Regions from separate parts of the Mus musculus genome. Here all the other regions are linked to region 3. Evidence: chromatin contacts called from public HiChIP or PLAC-seq, Micro-C, capture Hi-C and promoter capture Hi-C data. All regions are on one chromosome and are shown on one strand. Each heading gives the region's core, a stretch centred on a gene start, on an enhancer-like site or on the middle of the called end of the contact. The rest is flanking DNA. Distances are from core to core; before and after follow the strand shown.

Region 1 (2,700 bases), core at 151-2,650, 510 kb after region 3:
AAACAAGAACAAAAACCACCACCGACAAGGTCATACTTATATTGCTTATATATGTGTGGCACAATCCAAGGGTGGAGGGCTGGGGACAATTCCAAGCATTTAAGTTTTCTTCTTCCACATGCCAGCTCCAGGGTTGAGAGTTAGGTGGTGAGCTTAGGCAGCCTGGGCCTTTACCTTCTGAGCTATCTGCTAGCTACTTAAAAAAAAAAAAATCCATGTAGACCAACAAGTCTGGAACTCAAGAGATCCAGTTGCCTGTCCAGAGCTGGGATTAAAGGCATGTGCCATAACCAGGGGTAACTCTTCATTGAATTGCCCCTTCTTGAGACTGGGTCTCTTGTAGCTTAGCCTGGCCTAGAATTCCCTCATGAAGGTGAAGATGACCTTGACTGTCTAATCCTCCTTCCATTTCCCAAGTGCTCGTACTACAGGCAAGAACACCATGCCTGCCTTTAATTCACTGGAATGACTTTAATAGGTTGAGGGTTTTTTTTTTTCCCTCGGCCCATCACCTTCTTAAGCAATTTCACTTAGAAAAGAAAGAAAAAAAAAAAAACCAATTTAAACTCATTTGAAAAAAGTTAACCATTTGTTTCCAATTTAATTACAACACCTTAAAAAAAAAAACGGACCAGTGTTTGGTGGCCTTCCCGAGTTAAAGTAAAAGTTTTTAAAAGGGGTCAAGGTCTAAAGTTGACATTCTTGGGAAAGTCTGTTTAGTCTTCACCGAGGGAGACCCCATCACCCAGTTCTACTACCAATCAGGTCCATTTCCCTTCGGGTCCCCTGAAGGAGGAACTAAGAAGTCCGAGCGAGCTAGGGGGAAAAAAAAAAAGAGGGTTCAAATGAAGGTCAGAGACCCAACAGTTCGCCGGGGTGAATAAAGTGGGGCAAAGTGAAGCAGCTGGCGGTGGCTTCTGAGGCGGCAAGCTTCCCCACGCTGGCAGGGCAAGTCGGCACGCAGTGGCACCTGGGGGCCTACTGTGTGCCAGGCCCCGATTGCAGGTCCCCGCCCCGAAGGTGCCCGCAGGCCATCCTCTAAGTTGTGATTTGGTGGGGTGGGGGTGGGGTGAAATCAAGGTCCTCCAAGGGGGTCGAGGACACCCGAGCAGCTCACGGCGCCCGTCCCCGAAGCAGATCCCGAAGTTCAGACCCGCCTTGGCGAGGGCGGATCCCTCCTGGCCCCCTCCACGGCCCTAGTTCGACCCCGGGGAGAGCGAACGCGGCCCAGCGCTGCGCCCCGCTCCTCACGTGTCCCTGATCGGCCCCCCGGGCCGTCTCACGTTCGACTTCCGCCTGACCCTTCCGACTTCCGGTAAAGAGTCCCCCCCCCCACCCCCGACACCTCCCCCGCCCCGGGTCTGTTTCGCATCTCCGCGCCCTCCAGGCCCGCGTCAACCCCGTCCGCGTCCGCCAGCCCGGGTCCCATGCGTTCGTCCACCGCCGCCGCTCAGCGGCCCGCGGCGGGGGACCCCGAGCCGCGCCGCCCGGCGGGCTGGGCCGCGCGGCGCTCGCTCCCGCGGACGGCGCGGCGCGGCGGGCGGGGCGGCGCGGTGGCGTATCCCTCCGCCGGCCCTCCCCCGCGCGGCCCCGGCGCCCCTCCCCGCGGGCCGCGCTCGCCACCCTGCGCCTCAGACTGTTTTGGTAGCAACGGCCACGGCGCGTCCCGGCCCGGCTCCCGGCGGCTGCTCGGTGTCTGCGGGCCTCCCCGCCCCTTCGTCGTTGTCCTGCTGCCTCTGGCCCCCGCGGCCACGCCGGCCCGCGCCTGCCCGCCCGGCGTCCGCGCGTCCCCGCCGCGCTCCGGCGTCTCCTCCTCGGCGCGCCCGGCACCCGGCTGTCCCCGCCCGGCGTGCGAGCCGGTGTATGGGCCGCTCACCATGTCGCTGAAGCCGCAGCCGCAGCCGCCCGCGCCCGCCACTGGCCGCAAGCCCGGCGGCGGCCTGCTCTCGTCGCCCGGCGCCGCGCCGGCCTCGGCCGCGGTGACCTCGGCTTCCGTGGTGCCGGCCCCGGCCGCGCCGGTGGCGTCTTCCTCGGCGGCCGCGGGCGGCGGGCGTCCCGGCCTGGGCAGGTGGGTGTCAGCTCCCCCAGCCCCCTCCGCGCCGGGCCGATCCCGCGCCGCTCGTCCCCTCCCCCGCCTCGCGCCCCGTGACCGGCCGGCTTCGCGATGTGCCGGGGGGCCCGCGGAGGGGCGGGAGGCGCCGGCAGATTCCTTCGGGCTTCTCGGGCCGTGTCCAGCCTCCCGCACCATCGCGTCCCCTCCCCCCAGACGGCCAAGATGGACGGCCCTGGCGGCCCCCTGCCCCTCCCGGGTGTGCCAGGGGCGATTGGTATCCCGCCCCACCCCCTTGCTGCGCCCCCCCCCCCGATAGAAGGGCGGCTGAGCCTGGGTGCGGGTCGCAGGGGGTGGGGGGATCCTCTCCTGAAATGAGCCTCTTTGCCGGGTGGGGAGTCGGGAGGGAGGAGGGGAGATTGAGGCCCAGCCGCCCCAGGTAGGGTCAAGCCGGGTGTCCTGCATATCTATCCCCCGCCCCGCAGACCCTGGGAAGGTGGGCGACGGAGGCGAGGTGGGTGCCAGCGGCCTAACGCACCCATCCCCCTTTAGATCTGGGGCGGCGGGGTTCCCGCAGCGGGCCGTTCTTCCCCTCCCCCCCCCCAACTGGGGAAGGGGTGGGAGTGCCCGGCTCCCTCCAGGCCCGCCTC
Region 2 (2,700 bases), core at 80-2,579, 430 kb before region 3:
GTTGAAAGGAGACTTTGTAGCCTCTGGTGGACCACACCTGTAACCCCCAGTACACAAGGGCCAAGTTAGGTCTGAAATAATGGCCTGGTGATGTTTATATTACTCACTGCTCATATATTACTCACTGCTCATCAACCCTCACCCGAGGACCTCTCCACTCTCTAATGCAACTGTGCCCTAAACTGTTCCTGGCCTGAGGTATATCGCTTGGGAGACTGGGAGGAGGGGAGAGCCTGTGCAGCTTACAGAAGGCCTGGTCTCTGCTGGTGAAGACTTTCCAGTGGGGCCCACTTCCCTAGGCTCAGTAAGGAAGACCAATAGATTCATTGTTTCCCAGAGTGACCTGTGGCGGATTGTTTCCTGTTAACCCCTGGGGCTTTAGGAGGAGGGATACACATCCCCCATTCCCTAGAAGGAATTCAGCCACACCTGAGATGCAGAAGCAGGCTCTGTCTCCCAGACCCAAGCCTCCTTCCACATCTCCAGCTCAGATGCAGCCTCAGGAACTGTCAGGTGACCCGAGACCTGCCCAGGACAATCTCTAGTCTCACTGTGCCCCTCCTAGGTCCCTATGATGCCCCTGCATCAGCAGGTTTACCAGGCTTAAGGCGGCTCAGAGTTTATCTCCCCCTAGTTCTCTGAGAAGCCAAAGGTTCTTGGGCGGCCTGGCAGGATGCCCAGGTGACACAGTGTGGCTTAGAGTAGCAGCTCAGCTCCACTCAGCCTCAGTTTCCCCACTCCTAAAGCTGGCAGTAATCCCTACCTCAGGTGCCATGTTGGTGAGGGAGTCTGTGTGCTTTAGCCGGGTCATGTTCTTTTTCTCAAAGACTGGGTCCCAATGGGTGTGAGTGCGTGATCCCCCTGCCTCAGATCAGCGAGGCTCAGGCAGTGTGAAGTTAGAGTCTGAGTGATTGAGTGAATGAGTGAATGAGACAGCCTTTAGGAGAGCATAGGAAGCCATCAGGTGACCCAGTGTGGCCCTGGCTGGGCCTTTACCCTGGAAGTGTAACTTGGGTTTTGATGCCTCAGTTTCCCCACAGACTGGCTGGTTATAGCAACACCTGAGCCATCCCTCAAGAAGACCCTGAAGGTGTTTGCCCTGGGGTGCCCCACCCTCTCACCTTGGCAATCCTTATCACTCTTGGTCTCTGTGACCCTCGGGCTCTGTGCTGCTGTAGGGTGATGTTTAGCGACCCCAGAGCACCCCGTACGGCTGCTGTGAACTCAGGGGCTGGGTGCAGGTTGTGGGCCACCAGCTTATCCAGAGCTCCGGCTGGCGTGTGGAACAGGTCCATGTTGACCGGTACTCTCAGTAGAGTTTCGTTTCTCTCCAGGGCTTCTTGGGGGTGTTCCTGAGGTGACAGTGGGTGTGTTCCCTGAGTCACCTCCCTTCACTTTCGTTTTCTCCTCCCTGCTGAGTTCCTCTCTTCCCTGACTCAGGCTCAGGGTGTTTGTTGAGATTATCTGTTTATGGTTCTGCTGTCTCCTGGTGTGACTTCTGACCCTCTGGGCAGCCTGGGAACATTGGGGACCAGGCTCACAGGTCCCCTAGGTCCCCTGAGGCTTCCTGACCTCCTATTTGGGGACCCAAGATAGGCTGCCACAGAGCACCTCAGAGCCAGGCCTGAGGAAGCAGAGCCCCCCACAGTCCTCCCCACCCAAGTTCTCATCTATTGTTTTGCTGTGCTGCCCTGTGTTAACCTCTCTGGGCCTCAGTTTTTTCCATCTGTAAAAATGGGGTTATATTAATGAGCCTCCATTAAATGCCTGGTAGTGGTCTTAACATAAGTATGCAGGGTGGCAGATGGACAGAGAGGTTGAGTAAGTCATCTAGCATCACACAGCATGACTGTCAGAGTTAGAATCTGAACCCAGGTCTTCCAGTCCCAGGCATCCTGACTTTTTGCTCCTTGCTCTGCTGAGGCACAACGATGCTCCAAGAGGAGACATCAGATTGATGAGTGTGAGGCCCTTGGCTGGGGCTGCACAAAGGACTAAGGTAAGAAATGAGGGCTTCTGTGCTTAGCGCCCTGTTTGTGGGAGGAGATGCTGAAGACAGAAGCAAGGGCAAGTTCAGATTGGAGGCCAAGTGATGGTTCTGCTGCACGCCTGCGTGTTTGTGTGTGTGCATGTGTCTGTGTGTGTGTGTAGGGCATGTGTGTCGGAACATGTGTGTCTGTACTTGTGTGCGCGTGCATGTGCATATGTGTTCACACATGTGTATGTGTGCATGTGAGTGTCTGTCTGTGTATGTATTCATACGTCTGTACATGTGCACATGTGTGCGTGTACATGCGTGTCTGCATCTCTGTGTATGTGTGTGTGCGTGTGTGTCTGCCAGCCAAAACTGCACAAGTGTGGAACAGAGAGTCCGGTTTGTGTGTGTTGAGAACCTAGTGTCTTCAAGTGCTAATCACAGCTGACAGTGTGTGTGTGTGTGTGTGTGTGTGTGTGTGTGAGAGAGAGAGAGAGAGAGAGAGAGAGAGAACTGATATGAATAGGCTATAGTCTGGGGGGCACGATTTGAACACTCCAGGACAGAATATCTTTTTAGATGACAGTGTAATGATGTGGCCATCTAAACCCATCACCTGCCTCAGTCATCACACAGCTTGGCTCTGTTCACTGGAAGAGGCCATGGCCCTGGGGATTGAAAGGATCCAAAGGCATCCTTAGTCTCCTGTGGTCACTTTAGCTGGG
Region 3 (2,700 bases), core at 39-2,538:
GATAAAAAAAAAAAAAAGAAAGTCAAGAGAAAAGCTCCTACCACTAGCAACAGGCAACAGACAAGTAGAAGACAATAGAAATCATGTGTATACGTCGTTCTAAGCACTATGAGGTAGAGGATAATTGTTATATGCGGGGCCTGTGATGACCTAAGTCCTCTTAAGATGACTGATCTCTAGGCCTCATGTGGTAGAGAGAGCCGGCGTCCCCAAGTTGTCCACTGACTTCCATCTGTATGCTGGGGCATGCATCCACTCCCCACTCCCACATGCTCACATAAGCATACACATAAAATAAAATGTAATAAAAAGTAAGGCACTGTCAGGTATACAGTGTCATTTTTCAAAGGATAGTAGCTTATTTAAAAATGTAATGAACAAAAAAGTTTTATTTTAAATCTTATTTATTTTTTCCTATTTAATTTGTTTATTTTGTTTTGGGGGCAGGGTTTGCTTGCATAGCCTTGGCTCTCCTAGAACTAGCTTTGTAGTTCAGGCTGGCCTCAAACTCACAGAGATCTACCAGCCTCTGCCTTCCTAGTGCTGGGATTGAAGGGGTGTGCCACCACTGTCAGACTTTTTTTTTTTAAAGATTTATTTATTTATTTATTATTTATGTATTTGGTTTTCAAAACAGGGTTTCTCTGCATAGCCCTGGCAAGATTTATTTATCTTATGTATATGAGTACACTACACTGTAGCTGTCTTCAGACACACCAGAAGAGGGTATGGGATCCCATTACAGATGGTTATGAGCCATCATGTGGTTGCTGGAAATTGAACTCAAAAAACTCTGGAAGAGCAGCCAGTTCTCTTAACCACTGGGCCATCACTCCAACCCTAACCTTTAGTTTTTAGAAGATAACTCTGGCCAGGCGTGGTGCAACACGCCTTTAATCCCAACACTTGGGCGGCAAAGGCAGGTGGATTTCTGAGTTCGAGGCCAGCCTGGTCTACAGCATGAGTTCCAGGACAGGCAGGGCTACACAGAGAAACCCTGTCTCGAAAAACCAAAAAAAAAAAAAAAAGAAGAAGAAGGAGGAGGAGGAGAAGAAGAAAACTCTGTAAAGTCCTTTCTTCCACCACATGAGTCGCAAGGCTCAAAGTCTGTTCATCATTTTAGGAGAAAGCGCTTTTACTTGCTCAGCCATCTCAGCTGCCCTTACCTATTAGGGTGGGGGTGGGGCCTGGGGGGACGTTCCCTAGGTGCATTGCCACGGAGTAAAGAAAAACTACATTTCCCATGATGCCCCATACAGGAAGGAAGTGATCTTGGTCACCTCCCGTCATTGCTTATAGACCGGAAGCCGCTGCCTTAGTTCTCTTTCCCGTCTTGCAAGGTAGGAATGGCGGGCGTCTGTGTGGCAGCGGCTTTCGGGACCCCAATCCTCGTCCATCCGAAATTGGGGGACATCCGGGGATCACTACCCAGGGCCGCCTATGGTCGGGATCATTCGCCAGATCTCTCGGGAGCTTCATTTCTGTCAGCGTGGGTTGGCGGGGGGCTAAGAACGAGCGTAGCGCCCGAGATGGTCGCTGGGCCCTGCCGGCTGCCGTAACCTGGGGAGGGTTGGAGGGCCTGTGTTGCGACTTGCGACCCTGCAGTGGGGGTTCCAGAACCTTCTGTTGAGCCTGTCTTGGCCACGTTGGGCTTCGCGACTGAAGGTGGGGAACCGCGTCCCCGGAAGACGACCGGAGAGCACCGCTGTCGGCTACTTTGCGGAGCTGGGGCCATCGTGGTGGCTTCGGGACCTAGGGCGACACCAGAGGGGGAGGTCTCGGGTGTTCCGTGCTGGTGCATGGGTTTGGATTTATGGCAGGCCCGTTCCCCTGGGTCTGTCATAGTGTCCCGTGCTAGAGCAACCCGTGGCCCCGAACCATTGCCTGGCCTCTGCCTGTAGGCTGCTGGCACTGAAGTGGGTCGCACAGAAGAGCCTCGAGATTCTGGGCTTCCTTGCCTGTGTAGACACTAGCAAAGATTGTCTTTGGTTTTCTGATTCACAAAAATGGAAGAATAAGATAAGGAACCACAAAAAAGTTTTTTAGCAAAAAAAAAAAAACAAAAAAACTAATAGTGCTAGATACTTAACCCTGTGTTTGGAAGGAAGAGGCATTGCAAGCATCAGAGGATGGTTTTCATACTAGCTTGTTGACAAATGGTTGATGAAATGCCTTTATTGTTTATATCCCTAGATGGCGGGTGAAAAAGCGCCTGATACAAAGGAGAAGAAACCTGCGGCCAAGAAGGCTGGCAGTGATGCTGCTGCCTCCCGGCCCCGGGCCGCCAAAGTAGCCAAAAAGGTTCACCCTAAGGGTAAAAAGCCCAAGAAGGCGAAGCCCCATTGCAGCCGAAACCCTGTCCTGGTGAGAGGAATTGGCAGGTACTCCCGATCTGCTATGTACTCCAGGAAGGCCTTGTACAAAAGGAAATACTCGGCTGCCAAGACCAAGGTAGGAGAGGGAACGGATGGCCCACTATGATGCCTTATTCCTGCGTTTGAGGTCTGGCAGGATCCTGGATTGATGGGTTTGTCTTTGTAGGTTGAGAAGAAGAAGAAAAAAGAGAAGGTCCTTGCTACTGTCACCAAAACAGTTGGTGGGGACAAGAACGGTGGCACCCGGGTGGTGAAGCTTCGAAAAATGGTGAGATCTAGTTTGGGTTGCTTTCCTTGGGGTTAGGGTTGAGGCTTGTCTGAAAGA
Region 4 (2,700 bases), core at 124-2,623, 260 kb before region 3:
GTGCTTGGCTTTCTTCCCCATGTCCGGTTTCAGCCAGCTGGGAGGAGACACCAGTAAATCAGAAAGTGACCCAACACTGGTTCCACCTTGGATGGTGGGGGGGCCCTTCTCTGAGCTTATTATGTCTTTCTGCTGCTCAAAGCTATCCATCGGCTTCCTGTGACCTCAGGGGAGAGTTTAGAACCCTCCCATGGCCCCGGTGTCCATGTGGTTGGGTCCCAGCTCCATCCCAGCTCTCTCTCCCATCATGCCCTTCAGGACCTCTTCCTCATCCTCCTCTCTACCCCAGGGCCTTTGCCACTGTTTCCTCTAACCAGGAAGCTCTTTCTCAGAATGCTGCATACAGTAGGTGCCCAGCCAGTATCTTCTGGGTGGAAACAAGTACTCCGTGGAAGAGGGTTTGGCACACACTAATGATCAGAACGGCAGAGGAACATTCCACCAACTGAGTCCACTGATGTTATATTTTCCAGGCGAGTGAGCGAAAAGGGCTTGAAACCCTCTTGGGGTGGTCACACCTGACTGCTTGTCACCAGCAGAGCAGCTTTGATGAGTTGGCTGGAATAACCCCGGGTTTGGGGTCTTTTGAGTGTTTCTATAATGAATTTGGATGAAGTCCAATTGCTTCTTTGATAGCGGAGATCTGAGCTACTGGGGGCGCCTGTGGCTGACTCCTGAGCTGTAAGTGGAATCACCATGCCAATCACTCTAGGAAGGGACAGTTACAGAGGTTCCCAAGTAGCGGGCATCACATCGGCTGGCTTTCTGATACTCCAGCCTCACCTTTAGTCTCTTCTGGGCATAGTTTAGCTGTGTGATCTTAGCTGGATGCCTTCCTTCTCTAAGTCTCAATGGTTAATGATCTAGGGGGAGTTTCTGGTCCTCATTGCCCCCTTCGCCTCCCGGGACACACACTCACAGCTTGACAAAGGGGTCTGAGTAGCCGTTGGCATCCATGGCGGCCAGGTGCACACAGCGGATGATTCCCACAATGAGGCCGCCCTGCTGCGTGCTGTACATGAGGGACACCAGGATCTTGCCCCGTTCCTCTATATCGCCGATCCGCTCTACCTGCTGCATGTGGCAAAAGGCAGTGTGGGGCTCAGAGAGCCAGGGGATCTGGATGGTTACTATGGGAGATGGCTGTGAAGGGCAGGAGTGCTAGGGCCAGCAATGGAGTCTGCACCGTGGACGGCAGGTGCCTCTACCTAGCTGGCCTGGTACAATGTCCTTCCTGGGTTAGGTTCAGGTATGCCGACCCCAAGCTCAGCTTGTGTCAGGCAGGGGCAGATCCCTGACTTGGGGCATTCTCTGTCCTGGGTTCCATCCTGGTCCCTGACTGGCCTCAGACCCCCATAAAGAGATGCGCATGCCATTACTCTCTTCTGTACAGCCAGTGACAGAAGCCATGTGAAGCAGGCTCAGGAACATGGGTGTGTAACCATAGAGACAGGCCCCTCTTCCCATGGTCTAACCCTGGGGATGAAGGGCACCCCTCCCCCCATGAGCCAGCAGGTTACTGACCAGGATAAAGAGAGAGGAAGACTCAGGAGGAAGAGGGGAGAAAAGTGGCCTCTGGTAGTCTCAGCAGGCCTGCTTCCCACCCACAGCCAGCTTACCTCCTCCTCATAGAGAGCCATGCCACGGGCCGACCCGGTGGTCCCTGCTCTCTTCATCTGTGGGAGGAGACAGGATGGGAAAGTAACCTTGGATTCTCATCCCCCTGCTGCCCAAGGAGGGCCAGGAGCTGTGAAGGCGGGCTCTCCAAGACAGGCAACTCCACGCTTGCCTCTCCCCAATGCTTAAGCAGCCTTAACTGTCAACACGGGAGCAGCAGCCACTGGTGTGGGTTCTACTGCCTTCCCCAGTGTACAGAAGAAGACACCAAGGGTCAGGGAGGACCAGCGGACTGTCCAAGTGTCAGAGAAGCCACACATAAACCATAAGTATATCCATTTATTCAGGATGAGTGGCTCATGGTTCTTAGAGTCTAGCCTGTCAGGTGTTTCTTCTCTGTGGCTCTGGGGCCCTTCTGATGAACCCCAGATGAAAGCATCATTGCAAACCATGGGTTAAACTCAACCTTCAACATTTAGAGATGAAGCAGGGGGCAGCCCTGACAGGGCCCCTTTATCTTGAGCACACAGCAATGAGGTTGAAGGAGGAGCTCCCCAGACACCTGACTACCTGGCCTCCTCGGCGTCTTGGGACAGCTATGCCCACTTGATCAAGACAGGCCTACCCACATGATGGTAATGATGTTGAAGACATGAACTTAGTCACTGTCCTGACCAGCTGGACTCAGTGAGTAAAAAGCCAGCTGCCACCAGACAGGGACCCAAGGAGACATCTCGTGCCCAGGGCAGGCCTGGTGCCCTCATAGCACTGCAGGAAGATGGTGACACCCTGGCTTACCGGGATCACCCGCTCCAGGCAGATGTTGAAGTTTTTCCTCTGGTTAGCCTTCAGCTTCTTGAGCGAGAACCTGGTCTCACCAATGAACTCGTTGTGGCCAAACTTGTCCTCGTCACACACGGAGATCCTGCCACAGGCCAGAGAGAGAGAGAGAGAGAGAGAGAGAGAGAGAGAGAGAGCAACAGACACTGAGCCCAGCTATGCACCTGGGTGAGGGGCACTGGGTGTGGCCAGGAATGAGACTGTGGCCTTCATTTACCTCCAGTCAGGTAAGTGACTCAGTTC
Region 5 (2,700 bases), core at 148-2,647, 460 kb after region 3:
AGTGAAAGTTGAGCAGAAGTTGGGAAATCTTGGCATTAAAAGGCTTTAAGACATATTACATAGAAAATAGTATAAACACCTCTATATATTGTATGTTCCTGTTACAGGTACCATTTGTATCCATGGCCTCTCCCAGACCTCTTACACTATAGCATGTACACAATATTGTCCTTCCTGACATGTCATATTTTTTCTCCATATATGCACTAATCTTACCTGGCCTTTCTTCCTTTCTTTCTCCCTTTCTTTCTTTCTTTTCTCCTTCCTTTCTTTCTTTCCTTCTTTCTTTCTCTTATGTGTGTGTGTGTCCTGAACATTGTTTCGATTATATCGTGTGTATGTGTGTGTGTATTTTAGACACTGAACCCAGAGCCTATACCTAAAGCATTCTAACCCTTAAGTGCATTCCTCAGTGTGTGTGCTCACTATAGCACCTGCACAGAGGACAATCTTGAGTTAGTTCTATCCTGCCATCTTGTGAAGCACAAAGCCTTCAGCAGAAGCCTGGAAGTAACCCTGGCACTGATGAGGTGGAAAAGGCAGGAGGGTCAGAAGTTCAAGGACATCTGATTCCAATACGTAGAGAACATAGATTATCTTTTCTCCAATATATAGGGTTCTCAGTATCTTGGGCTACTCAAGACCTTGTCTCAGAACAACTCAAAACCTCAAAACAACTAAACAATGGCCAGACGGTGGTAGGGCAGGGCTGTATCCCACAACTCCAGAGGCTTAGGCAGGCAGATCTCTGAGTTCGAGGACAGCCTGGTCTACAGAGTGAGTTCTAGGACAGCTAGGCGTACTTGGAGCAACTCTGACTTGGAGAAGAAAACAACAAAAACAAACAAAAAATAAAACAAAACCAAACACATCCAAACCACAAAACCAAATTTAACCATGACCTATAGGCTTCCCAGCGTATCCCTGTCTCTTACACAGCGTTTTGTATCACACAACCGAGTGGTTATGCAATAACTAGCTCAGGATCGCACGAGTGCTGAAGCTTGTCCTGTCTGGGGCTGTTTTCTGTGTCCGCAAAAATAATCATCCCACGCAGCCCCGCAGTGCCCGGCTCTCAGTGGATTATCTGTGAAGTCATTGCGCTCCTAGCCAGCCCCTCGCCATACCTGCAGAAAGTTACAACCCTGAGGTCGAAGACCCAGGAAGCCTCAGAGTCTCTGCGGACCCATAGACTCTCGGTGAGCCCTGCGGGAAAACTAAGGAGGACAAACGTAGAGAGGGGTCAAACGCAAAATAGGAGCCAGGCGTCTTTGCGTGCTCTGCGCACGCTCCTCGGACCCTGTCCAGACGGTCAGCCAAGGGGGCAGAAGCAGCTGTCGAAAGCGCATGCGCGCCCGGGGCCTCGCCCCTTTCCGCGTGCGCGTGCGCGACCCGGCGGGTCAGAGACGGCGGCCGACAGGCGGAAGCGGAGGTTGTTGTGGCTCGGCAGGCTGCGCGCGACGGGGGCTGCCGCTGCTGAGGCGGCGGCCGCGGCTTCTGAGGCGGTGGCGGCGCTGCCGACCGCGGGCCGCTCGGCCTCTGGGCTCGGGCCGCAGCCTTCCGTCAGCCCACCGGGGCCCACGCCGAGCAGCGCCTGTCCTATGAGTGTGTCACTGGTGGTCATCCGACTGGAGCTCGCGGGTCACTCGCCGGTCCCCACCGACTTCGGCTTCAGCGCCGCCGGTGAGTCGGCGGCCTCGCGCCGGGCCGGAGGGTCGGCAGCCCTCGCTCCACCGGCCCCCGGACTTGCCGGGCGCCTCTGCTCGACGTCGCCCTCGCTGCGAGAAAGCGCGGCCCAGGGCGCGGGGGCGATGCTGTGCGCCTTTCCCAAGCTGGCAGTCAGACAGACCGGTGGGGAAAGGATTTGCCCAAAGTTAGGTGTGAGTGGCTGGAAACGCGAGTTTTAGCCCAGCCGGGGACCGAGAGGCTGACGTCTTCACCACCGGCCACAGACTTCCTTAGTGGGTCATGCAGCTTCGGCTCTTCCCGTGATCGTCACAACCTTACCTGATAGCATTGAGGATCCTGAAGTGAAGGCAGGAGGACAGGCAACCAGAAGCCAGGCAGGGTTGGGGGGGGGGGGCGGAAACCTGTCTCAAAAGACCGACGAGAAAAAGGTGTGTGTGGGAGGGCGATTGCTTGGTATCTGTCAAGAGTTTTGTCATGCCCTGAATCAGACTTGGTCTGATATGTGCCATACGGACTAAATGTCCCAAGTTGATGGAAAAGAGAAACGGACACTTAGTTTGGAGAGCTGGGCTGGCGCTCGTTCTCGGAAGGATGGCATCCTGGACACTCTGTGGGTCCATTCTTTGGAGCTGCAGTAGAAGAGTGTGTTGTGGTCTTTCTTGGTCTTTGAGACTCCAGTGACTTGATTTATTTCAAGGTTACAAGCGAAATTCCAGAGCTCAAAGTGACCCCTAGATCTGAAAGTCAGTTAAGTTGGCACTAGGCACAAACAGGTAACTTCATCCTGGCCCAGTCCTGGAGACATTTATGCAGTAAAGCCTAGGGGGAGAGTACCTACTGTGTGCTTAGATGTGTGGATCGGGTGCTGAGAACTCCTACTGTGTGCTTGGTTGTGTGGGTTGAGTGCCGTACTGGACAGGCCTGGTGCCTGCCTCAGAACTGATGTTAAGGAATTTCGGTCACATCTCCGGGTTTCTGAAATGCTGCTTATTCATTAATAAGTAGAGGGAC

The links. Promoter capture Hi-C pulls out the DNA fragments that hold promoters and counts their contacts. A called contact is a pair of places that touch in the nucleus more often than the background predicts. HiChIP or PLAC-seq counts read pairs in DNA pulled down with a chosen protein or histone mark. Capture Hi-C pulls out chosen DNA fragments and counts their contacts.
Region 1: a Micro-C map of embryonic stem cells shows a contact between it and region 3, with 7 times the contacts expected there. The contact joins the promoter of Atxn2 here to the promoter of Rpl6 in region 3. A contact is called at or near these places in 1 of 39 promoter capture datasets (pre-B cells), 3 of 484 Hi-C or Micro-C datasets (B cells, CD8 T cells and embryonic stem cells) and 2 of 115 datasets of contacts at active chromatin or transcription factors (embryonic stem cells and microglia).
Region 2: a capture Hi-C map of macrophages shows a contact between it and region 3, with 2.6 times the contacts expected there. The contact joins the promoter of Oas3 here to the promoter of Rpl6 in region 3. A contact is called at or near these places in 1 of 39 promoter capture datasets (hippocampal neurons), 5 of 115 datasets of contacts at active chromatin or transcription factors (bone marrow-derived macrophages, embryonic forebrain, embryonic stem cells and 2 more) and 1 of 9 other capture datasets (macrophages).
Region 4: a contact with region 3 is called in an H3K4me3 HiChIP or PLAC-seq map of embryonic midbrain, with 4 times the contacts expected there. The contact joins the enhancer-like site here to the promoter of Rpl6 in region 3. A contact is called at or near these places in 5 of 39 promoter capture datasets (the 3T3-L1 cell line, the HPC-7 cell line, HPC-7-derived erythroid cells and 2 more), 1 of 15 datasets of contacts at CTCF or cohesin (pro-B cells), 3 of 484 Hi-C or Micro-C datasets (the G1E-ER4 cell line, the N1E-115 cell line and cerebral cortex), 9 of 115 datasets of contacts at active chromatin or transcription factors (T-cell acute lymphoblastic leukemia, bone marrow-derived macrophages, embryonic basal ganglia and 6 more) and 1 of 9 other capture datasets (pancreatic islet).
Region 5: a contact with region 3 is called in a promoter capture Hi-C map of pre-B cells, with 2.3 times the contacts expected there. The contact joins the promoter of Brap here to the promoter of Rpl6 in region 3. A contact is called at or near these places in 4 of 39 promoter capture datasets (liver, pre-B cells and stem cell-derived epiblast-like cells), 2 of 484 Hi-C or Micro-C datasets (embryonic stem cells and pre-B cells) and 1 of 115 datasets of contacts at active chromatin or transcription factors (memory CD8 T cells).

What each region holds. Positions count from the first base shown.
Region 1 is chr5:121,710,209-121,712,908 of GRCm38.p6, forward strand. It overlaps Atxn2 (ataxin 2), which reads left to right and starts at 1,401. Exons shown (of 25, transcript NM_009125.2): 1 at 1,401-2,068. The coding sequence starts at 1,428.
Region 2 is chr5:120,776,330-120,779,029 of GRCm38.p6, forward strand. Oas3 (2'-5' oligoadenylate synthetase 3) reads right to left here and starts at 1,330. Exons shown (of 16, transcript NM_145226.2): 1 at 1,122-1,330. The coding sequence starts at 1,295.
Region 3 is chr5:121,203,213-121,205,912 of GRCm38.p6, forward strand. Rpl6 (ribosomal protein L6) reads left to right here and starts at 1,289. Exons shown (of 7, transcript NM_011290.5): 1 at 1,289-1,340; 2 at 2,194-2,451; 3 at 2,542-2,643. The coding sequence starts at 2,194. LOC115490270 (a small nucleolar RNA gene) reads left to right here and starts at 1,798; the gene lies at 1,798-1,931.
Region 4 is chr5:120,945,433-120,948,132 of GRCm38.p6, forward strand. Rph3a (rabphilin 3A) reads right to left here. Exons shown (of 22, transcript NM_011286.3): 17 at 2,416-2,542; 18 at 1,620-1,676; 19 at 920-1,074; 20 at 1-37. Among named protein-coding and RNA genes, the nearest start is that of Gm32185, 3.5 kb to the right of the region's middle. Within about 2 kb of position 1,374, at least 2 of the 459 cell types and tissues checked have an H3K27ac peak or open chromatin away from gene starts, as enhancers often do.
Region 5 is chr5:121,659,166-121,661,865 of GRCm38.p6, forward strand. Brap (BRCA1 associated protein) reads left to right here and starts at 1,398. Exons shown (of 12, transcript NM_028227.3): 1 at 1,398-1,683. The coding sequence starts at 1,602. It overlaps Acad10 (acyl-Coenzyme A dehydrogenase family, member 10), which reads right to left and starts at 1,345. Exons shown (of 21, transcript NM_028037.4): 1 at 1,128-1,345.